Linked DNA regions of Hordeum vulgare: region 2 is linked to region 1. Evidence: chromatin contacts called from public Hi-C data. All regions are on one chromosome and are shown on one strand. Each heading gives the region's core, a stretch centred on a gene start, on an enhancer-like site or on the middle of the called end of the contact. The rest is flanking DNA. Distances are from core to core; before and after follow the strand shown.

Evidence for each region. A called contact is a pair of places that touch in the nucleus more often than the background predicts.
Region 2: a Hi-C map of leaf shows a contact between it and region 1, with 2.9 times the contacts expected there. The contact joins the promoter of LOC123444473 here to the promoter of LOC123444471 in region 1. A contact is called at or near these places in 3 of 6 Hi-C or Micro-C datasets (leaf and seedling) and 1 of 1 datasets of contacts at active chromatin or transcription factors (embryo).

What each region holds. Positions count from the first base shown.
Region 1 is chr3H:497,308,649-497,313,314 of MorexV3_pseudomolecules_assembly, reverse strand. It overlaps LOC123444471 (protein TSS-like), which reads left to right and starts at 1,521. Exons shown (of 26, transcript XM_045121187.1): 1 at 1,521-1,676; 2 at 3,412-3,514; 3 at 3,618-3,679; 4 at 3,773-3,865; 5 at 3,955-4,027. The coding sequence starts at 3,454.
Region 2 is chr3H:497,489,665-497,494,210 of MorexV3_pseudomolecules_assembly, reverse strand. It overlaps LOC123444473 (50S ribosomal protein L33-like), which reads left to right and starts at 2,802. Exons shown (of 2, transcript XM_045121191.1): 1 at 2,802-2,920; 2 at 3,031-3,612. The coding sequence starts at 3,051. The coding sequence ends at 3,227. LOC123444474 (triacylglycerol lipase SDP1-like) reads left to right here. Exons shown (of 5, transcript XM_045121193.1): 5 at 1-700. The coding sequence ends at 485.

The sequences.
Region 1 (4,666 bases), core at 272-2,771:
GGTAGCCCCATCCGGTTTATCAACCAACACAAGCAGGATTAGGGGTGTTACCTCCCACAGAGGGCCCGAAACGTGGGTACATCGCGTGTCTCGCACCGCTGGTCCCCAATCCTGTTTCCGGAGCCTGCTGGCGTTCTTACGGTCCCAACCACGTATGATTAGCCACCCCATCGCATCTTTCGTGAGAAGACGACGACACTCTCCGGCAGAGAGATTCTGTCGGGGAAACTTCTCTCTGGGAGGGGGAAATCAAAGCCATCGTCATCACCAACGCTCCCTCCTTCGTGGGAGGACCAATCTTCATCAACATATTCACTAGGACCATCTCATCTCCAACCCTAGTTCATCTCTTGTATTCAATACATGTCTCAAAACCTCAAATTGGTACATGTGGGTTACTAGTTGTATTGATTACATCTTGTAGTTGATGCTTGTTGAATTACTTGGTGGAAGCTATTATGTTGAGATCCTTAATTATTATTGTTACACCTCCGATCTTGAACATGTTGATGATGTGTGAGTAGTAATTATTGTTTCCCAGGACATGGGAGAAGTCTTGTCATAAGTAATCATATAAAGTTGGTATTCGTTTGATATTTTGATGATACGAATGTTGTTACTTCTCTTAATGGTGTCATGTAAACGTCGACTATAAGACATCGAAAACACGTGTGAAAAAGTTAAATAAAAAGAAAATAAATAAACGTTTAAACGTGACACGTGACGACGGTTGAGAACGCGCAAAATGACGACGTCTGAAAATGATTGTTGGGAGGCTCTTGAAGAAGCACTCGTCAACTAATTGCTCTTATGAACGTCATGACAGCTGGTCCGGCTGAAAGCCCATGACCATGAAGCAACCTTTTGTGCTCTGATATTCTGAACGTGTTGTTTTAATAGTGTTTCAAATTTGGGACCTCCTATGTGACGCCTTCAGCGTCGGTTAGGGAAACCCGAGCCTGCAGCGCTCCTCCTCGTGGACCAGTCCATATAGAATGCCTTGGTCATTAAAAAATAAAAAAACATAGAATTTCAAAAAATTCAGATTTGCGAAAAAGTTCAATGATTAAGAAAATATGTTCACCGATTTTGAAAATATGTTCATTGATTTTCAAAAAATTCAAAGGATTAAAAAAAATCATAAATTTTCAAAAAAAGATCATCAGTTTTAAAAAAAATAGTTCATAAATTTTGAAAAAAGTTCACGAATTTTAAATTACGTTCATTGATTTTTTTAAAAAATCATCAATTTAAAAAATAGTCCATGAACTAAAGTACAGACCGGATTTCTAAATGGACCGGCCTATTATAAAGTGCTGCAGGCGTCGGTTAGCAAAATTTGCATGTAATCTACACCGGTGGCGCTAAATAGGGTTTGCCTCCAAATCCATTCCTCTTCTTCCTCCACGCATCGCCTCAAAAAGAAAAAGGAAAAAAAAAAACAGCAGCGGCGAGGAGGCGGGGGAGTCGAGGGACCGGCGGGAAGGAGGAGTCGGGGAAACGGCGGGAAGTGACGATGCCCAGGAGCTGTCCGCGCCCCACGCGCGGGATGCGCAGGCCGCCGCCTCGCTGGTGGCCATTTCGGGGTCGGGGATGCGGTCGGCCTCCACCTCGTCCTCGGCAGCAGGGTGATGGCTGGCTGGTGGCGCGAGGAAAAGCTCGTGCACGGCGTCGAGGTGGTGCCCTTCCTTCTCCTCTCTCATTTCCCTCCGGTCTCCTCTCTCGATCCCGTTTCTCTGCATCGCTTGGGGTTGGAGATGGCGAGCCGTGGCGGCGCGGAACGGGGGCACGGGCATAGGAGGAGGCCCGAGGAGCTTGGGGGCGGCGCTTGAGCGCGAACTCGAGGCCGGAGATCCCGCCCTCCCCATCCTCTCCCGCTAATTTGGCCCTCCGCCGAAGAAAATCTTCCTCCATGTACTGAACCACAGAGCATGAACTCCGTTGAGTCCGGCGGCTATTGTCTAGCCCCCGAACAAAACTGTAACGCGTCGCTCCGTCACGGCTCCTCAGCACGACGATTTTCCAGAGAACCGGACCGGCATTTTCATTTCGAAAAAATAGAGAACCGGACCGGGCCGATGAGGACCCTATCTTAAATCTCCACCGTTCCACCCTTATCAACCCACGCCCCCAACCCCTTTCGTTATCTTTCCCTCCCTCTCTTAGGCTCCTCTGCTCCCTACTGCTGTTGGCTGTTGCTGCTACACCTTCTGCTCCTGCACTCCGTTCCATCCCAGTAATGCTTAGCTTGTAGCCAGTGCACCCACCCCATCCCAGCTGCCTCTCTCCTTACCTTAGCCGATTGCTTGGGAAATTGACTTTCCATTTTGCCTCCTGGGGCCGTCAGTTCATCCTTGCCGGTAGACTGTCAAGAGCAGCAGAGCGCCAGGCCATTAGTAAATTCTTGGAGCTGCTATTTATTACTGTATTTGGTTTCATATGTCTTTGTATGAGTGTGTGTGTTTGCATGAATTCACAGCTGTGTGGCCTTTTCTTGGCGATTTTTGTTTTAGCGTGCGCTTAATCGATATCCCTGGTTCCTTCTGTGTTTCGATATGCTCAGCGCATAACATTGTCCGTGCCTCCCTCGTTGTGCAGTGTGGGCATGGAACAGCGAATGCTGCTTCTCAGCTAAGCTCTCTTAAATTGTGCCCATTGGAAATTGGATATCCTTTCAATGGTCGTGTATATTTCCAATTCCCAGAACATCTCTCTCTTATTGTGAACTAGTTATGCGGAATCCAGAATTTTTAGCATTTCTGCCCGTGTCATGGTAAATTAGCCTCTTGACTTCTTGAGTCTGTTCCCATGCCCATCGGTGCAGACATGGTTTGAATTTCAGTCCCCTACTGCTTTGCACGCTTCTGTAGTCGTCTTCTTTCTATCCATCATTTGCGCAGATTTTATGTCGAAGTGATTTTTCTTCTTCATAATGGATCAGATGTAACTTAGTCCATTGGTTCTTCTATAATATACTTTATACCTTTTCCTTTGTAGCTGGCCGCTTGATTTTTTTTTTTTTTTGGATTTCGGTCAGTTGTACCATCTATATATCATTACACACAATTATCTCATTTGGAATCACAGGAGGTAAAAAAAATGTTGACTTGAATTGACGTTATGGCGTTAATGCAACCGTTGTTGCTTGCACTTCATTCTTACCTTTGGTACATCTTTTTCTGGTCAATCCTGTGTTGTGGGGTGTAACTATGTCTCTTTCACGTCTAAATACTGTGTATATACACATGTCAAGGACAGCTCCCTGTTTTGTCCTAACTTCAGTTTTCTAGCCCTACCCCTGCAACCACCATCACTCTCTTCTATTCTGTTCCTTCTAACGTGTGCCACATGTTTAGGTAGCGGTTGTGAATCCAACTGATCTTTAATTTTCCTTTTGACCATATGGTCTAGGTGGGAATCTTCCGCTGAGCTTGCTCGCCGTTTGGCGCGCGCATGGCGCCCAAGAGCAAGCGTGGCAAGACCAAGGGCGAGAAGAAGAAGAAAGATGAGAAAGGTATTGTTGCCATGATACCTTGATTGGCTTTTGCTTGCAATGGTCAGAGAAGATAGTTGCTCTCTTGAGCTGATCATTTGCGAATTCTTCGATGAATTACCAGTGCTCCCTGTGGCCATTGACATCACCGTCAACCTCCCAGATCAGTCCGATGTCATTCTCAAGGTTTAGCTTCTTGCTGCCACAGTTCTTTCTGCACTGTTTGTTTTCCTTGATGCGTGATTTCAGCAACAAGTATTCCTTCTTTGCTTGGCGCAGGGGATTTCCACGGACAAGATCATCGATGTGAGGAGGCTGCTCTGCGTCAACACCACCACATGTGCAATCACAAACTATTCCCTCTCGCATGAGGTATTTATAACGTTTTCTTTTTCTCTTCATACTACCGTAGCAAACATCATTTTAATTCAATCCTGTTATATGATTTCATTTGTCGGTAGACTCGTGATGGCCACTTGAAGGATGGCGCTGATGTTGTGACACTGAAGCCATATACTCTCACCCTGGTAGAAGGTACATCTTATATCTGCAAAATAAGGATTTATTTTCTCAAGGCATCTTTAATTGAACCCAAAGAAATTTCTAATTCCCCCAAACCCTTTTTACTTAAGTTTATCTAATCCATTCCCAAAACAACCCCCCTCTTCTAACATTTTGGCTTCCACCGCTGCCACAATGCCCTCCCCAATACCCTAGCCACGTGCAAGAGTAAATTTTATCATTGTTAGGGTTGTTTGCTATAATATTTGCTGTAAGAGTCAGCAAACAGTAGATGTATGTAACATAGATGATGGCTAAATATATGTTATACAACTTAAATTTTAATGCATTTTATTATTGGGGTTCGATTAGAATGCAGCATCGAAAAACGCATGATATTTTGGCAGTTAGATTTTAAGAGCGGGTTTTTTGAAGTTAACTTTTGGGGATGGATTAGGGATACCCTTAGATTGGCTAAACCCATTGTTTCTAGACGTGTGTTCTGCAAATCGTACCTTTGCACACCTATACACCTGACATCACCTTCATTTGCATTATTTTGTCTTTGATTTCCATATATCTTATTATTGCTATTAAATTCTCTTCTATAATGTCTAGAGATAAATCATCTGTAAACCCTAATCTTATAAACTCCAAAAATTCACAATGCAG
Region 2 (4,546 bases), core at 1,553-4,052, 180 kb before region 1:
TGAATGCCAATGATGAAGCGCTATCTGATCGTGGAGATCAGAGATCTTCAGTTGCAGGAAATCTAGATTCGTCCGCTTCCATGGACTGTCAAGCTGAAGCAAGTACTACTCGATCAGAAGCTCCATCTCTCTTTGATATCTGTGTGGAGATTCCTCCAGCAACCATGACCACAGAAAATAGTCGGCCTGACGAGCCTTCTTCAGACATAAGACTGGAGACTGTAAAGACAGAATGCCCTGATGAGAATTCTGCTGCTGGGAATGCTGAAGTTGACTCAGTTCCTGCCAGTAAAGAATCTTCCTATTGGTCTCAGACATCAGAAATTGGACAGCAGCATCAAGTGGATATGGGATCTGTGAACTCCTGTACTGTTTCATTTTCAGAAGATGATAGACATGTGAGCCTTATTTCGAACGAGAAACCGGTCACTACTTCCAGTGGCGGAGCTGAGAGTATGACATCTGGAAGAAGTGAAGCTGACTAGCATAGAACTTGCCTGTTGACCGACCTAATGTTTTTCTGTGTTGGGACTTGGTAGTTTGAACAATTCAGCTTGATCTGATCCATGCTATGTGTGCAATTTAAACTCGTGTCACGATCAAACTGAATTGTGTCTATATGTAGGTGTTGTAATTCAGTTGTCGGACAGTCAACCCCCTAATGAAGCACTAAGAATGAATCTCGTTTCGAACCCCCTAATGAAGCACTAAGAATGAATCTCGTTTCGAACTGGCATATATGCCTGAGTTCCTCTGTTTCTGAAATTGATGAAAATTCATTCTCTTTGACTGCAGCTGCTCAGGCCACGCCTCTGTCCGGACTATGGCGCTCCCTAAAATAATCCTATAAACTTGGTCAAATGTAGACATGTTTGACTTACAAAAATTAAAATATGCACTACATTATGAATCTGAGAGAGTATTAACTAAACAAAGTATAAACATCAGACCAATCAAATTGGAATAAAACAAATGGTAAAGAACTAAAGATCCAACATATGAACTAACAATTGAATTAACCTCCTTTCAAGCCCGACATCTCAACATTTCACCATGATTTTTGTATAACTATGAGAGACAAAACATAAGCTAGATTAATCTTGAAGGTTTTAAAAAAGATTATGTGAGATGTCCATTTCAATAGGTGATAAGTTAATATCGTTGAACGTACCTTTTGCAATGCAAGCTTATCACCATATCGAAGGAGAAAACCAAAAGCACAAATGAACTCCCGGCTAAAACATGGGATGACCATCTATTGAATTTGGAGTTAGCGATCTGTTAGAATAATCCAAGGCTTTCCGTCGATCTACTGAGGACCAAGCAATCCATTGCAAGAGGTATATCTGTGTGCGTAGCATGTTCAGATATATATTAACTCTCCTTCGATATGGTGACAAGCTTATCACCATATCCAAGCTTGTAATTTCAGAAAACGAAAGCTCTCTATTTCGGGTGAAATGACATATATTTTGAAAAGGAGGTCCCTATCCTTCGAGGTTGGTGTCTCCGCCCCTTCAAAAAGCCGGTTCACAAGCTGCGGATCCAATGTATGATGGAAAAATCTTTAATAAAAGAATGGACGTGAGAGACGCTTTGTACTGTTTGTATTGTTACTTCTAAAGTTTCCATTTTAGTGTAACTCCAGCCTTTTCAGCTTTGCTCCCGAATAGAGAAAGAAGACCTATCTTTACTGACTCAACTAAGGTATTAGTGTTTGTTCCATTAGACAAAAAAAATTGCATTTTTTGCACTTCGTTCAAATAAGAGTTGTAGCCGTACCGAATTATCCTCTTTCTCGGTATGATCTCTATCATCATTTCTATTCGCTTTAACAATTTGCCTATCCTACCTAGGTCTATGAATTTCTCTATCCGTGGGTTCCATGATGTTAGCTGCATAGACCTTGAAAAACACATCAAGATGGAATATGATCTAAAATTTCAGTTATGTGTGGCACAGTCTCCACGAAAACACACATCTGATGCAAAAAATAATAATATGAAAACAATACACTAGACTTGATCTGTTATAGTAACCTTCCCGTGCTAAAGAGACTGCTAGAGGCGGGGGAATTAAGGAAGGGGATTTCTTTTTTACTATAGTTTTTGCCAATTTTCCTTATGGCACTCTAGATTTTGAAATTTCAGTTTTGTCACTGTTAGCTTTTGAGAATTATCACATTTGTCATTCCATGGCATAAACAAGATAATTTTATTTCAATTTTTTCAATCTTAAATTTTGATGATGTATCACAATTGCCACTTCATAATTTTTGTTTATGTCATAGAATGAAAAGTGTGATAACTGTCAAAAGTTAAGTATGTCAAAAGTGAAATGTTAAAATCTAGAGTGGCATAAGGAAACTGGGCAAAAGCAAGAGTGGCAAAAACAAAATATTTCCATTGAGGAAACATAGTAAGAAAAAAAAGTTGCAATCTTGACTACGGTCTTGTCTTTTTATCTCAGTCTTTTTTTTTTTTGAATAAAAGGGGTTTCCCCTGCCCCATTTTATAACATGAAGCAAGAAAGGCAAAGATTATCTCAGTCTTTTGAGCGGTATTTTTTTATCTCGGTTTTTTTACTTTCTTTTTAATCTCGGATGAAACTGTCTTTTAAAAAAAATGACCGTGTTTTTTAGAAGAATTTTGTCTGCGTGGCGTGTTGCATTGCTGCAAGAGGGCCAACTCGTTTGCTATTCAAGCTGGAAGCCCAAAAGTACGCCGCACAATAAGATCAGTCGCCACAGCCCAGCCCAGCCCAGCCCACGGAAGGTATAGCCTCCCCCTTCGCACACCGCACTCCCCACCAACATTTCCTGCTTATTCGGCAGAACCCTAGCCGCCGCGCCGCCCCAAGAACCGGGAAAGGGAGGCGACGATCCGGTGAGCCCCTCCTCGTCGTCGAATCCCGCCACCTCGTAAGCCGCTCCTCTCCCCCGATCTTCTCCCTCGCTTTAATCCCCAAAACGGGTGGTTCCTGCCCTGCAACACAATGACCTCCGCGCTGATCTGATTCGGTCGTCTCCAGCTTTACCTTCGCCGGCAGGGATGGGCGGGAAGGCGAAGCGGGCGTCCATCTTCATCAGGCTCGTGTCGGCCGCCGGCACGGGGTTCTTCTACGTGAAGCGCAAGAACCCTCGCCGGATCACGGAGAAGCTCGAGTTCAGGAAGTACGACCCCCGCGTCAACAAGCACGTCCTCTTCACGGAGGCCAAGATGAAGTGACCCCCCGCGCGCGCGCGCAAGGCCTTCGCCGGAAGATGGAATAACGCCGTCGAGTACTGTAACGAACCTCAGAGAGGAGCTTCATCTGTTCTTGCTCGTATTGTTTTTTTTTCCTTTTGCCTGTACTGTCGATGTGCTGAGCTCATCTGTTCCTTCCTGCTGCTGATCCAAGTCCATTGCATCCCCATCCATGAAGCTACTGGTCCAGGTCCCTGTTGCTGTACTGTTGCCGTGTTCTCTCCCTCCCTGGCATCGTCTAGACGGATTTGACATTTCGCCTGTCTGTGTAACTTGCTTTCTTGGTCCAACAGAACGTCGGTGACTATTTGGCATTTGTGGAAACTAAAAATGGAAGTGGTGGTCGGCCACCTGATTTGAGGTTGTAGCGTACTGATGAATGCGCGCAGCATCTTCATTCATACAAATTCCGTGTGAAGCTAGCGCTTTGCTCGGCGGTTATATGAGCTGGTCAGTAAACTTCGCCATGTTAGTAGGTTGCCCTAGCATTCAGATAAATTTCTCCGTGATTAGATCAGATGGATTTTGTAAATTCATTGATCAGAGGAACATGGGCGAGTGGGGCGAGTGGACAACAGGACGGTGCAGGCTCGGGGAACCAGGGGCCATGTTCTTGTCCACCTGATTCTAGTGGCAGCATACGGCTATGCAAAGACAGAGACATCGCAGCAACAATGCTCAGCATTCAAACAAAAGACACGGCAAAAACGGAAATAGGTCATGTGTCAAATCGACACCATCTCTCATCAGAGCAGATACTGTACTGGACTCACTGTGCCCAAAGAATCCAGAAATAGGCAATGCCTTTACTCACTCCCTATGCCTGTTGGTAGTTAGAGCGTAGTACCCTTAGATCCTTAAAAATAACTGTTTTTTTTACAGCATGCGAGCAAACAACGCGTAGACTAGAACCCCTTAATCCTCAAACCCTTAAAAAAAAAATTAAGGATCCAACCCTTAAACTTTCTCCCAACCTGTAAAGGCGAGGGTTGGAAAGCGAAAATAACCCCAATCCTCACTTCGATCCATCCTAGCGCGGGAGGGAACAGTTCCCTCCCGCGCCCACCCGATCACCGGCGGCCGCCTCTCCGGCTGTCGCGGCCTCCCCTCCACCTTCCGAGCCGCCCCCTGCCTCGACCTTCCCCGTCGCCTCCTCCTCCTCGACCTCCTCCGCCGCCGCCCGCCTCGGCCTCCCCAGCCGCCGTCTTCGCCTCCCGCCCGCCTCGACCTCCCCAGCCGCCGCCCGCCTCGACCTCCCCGGCCGCCTCCGTCGCCCCCCGCGCCCTCCGCCTCCCGCAGCA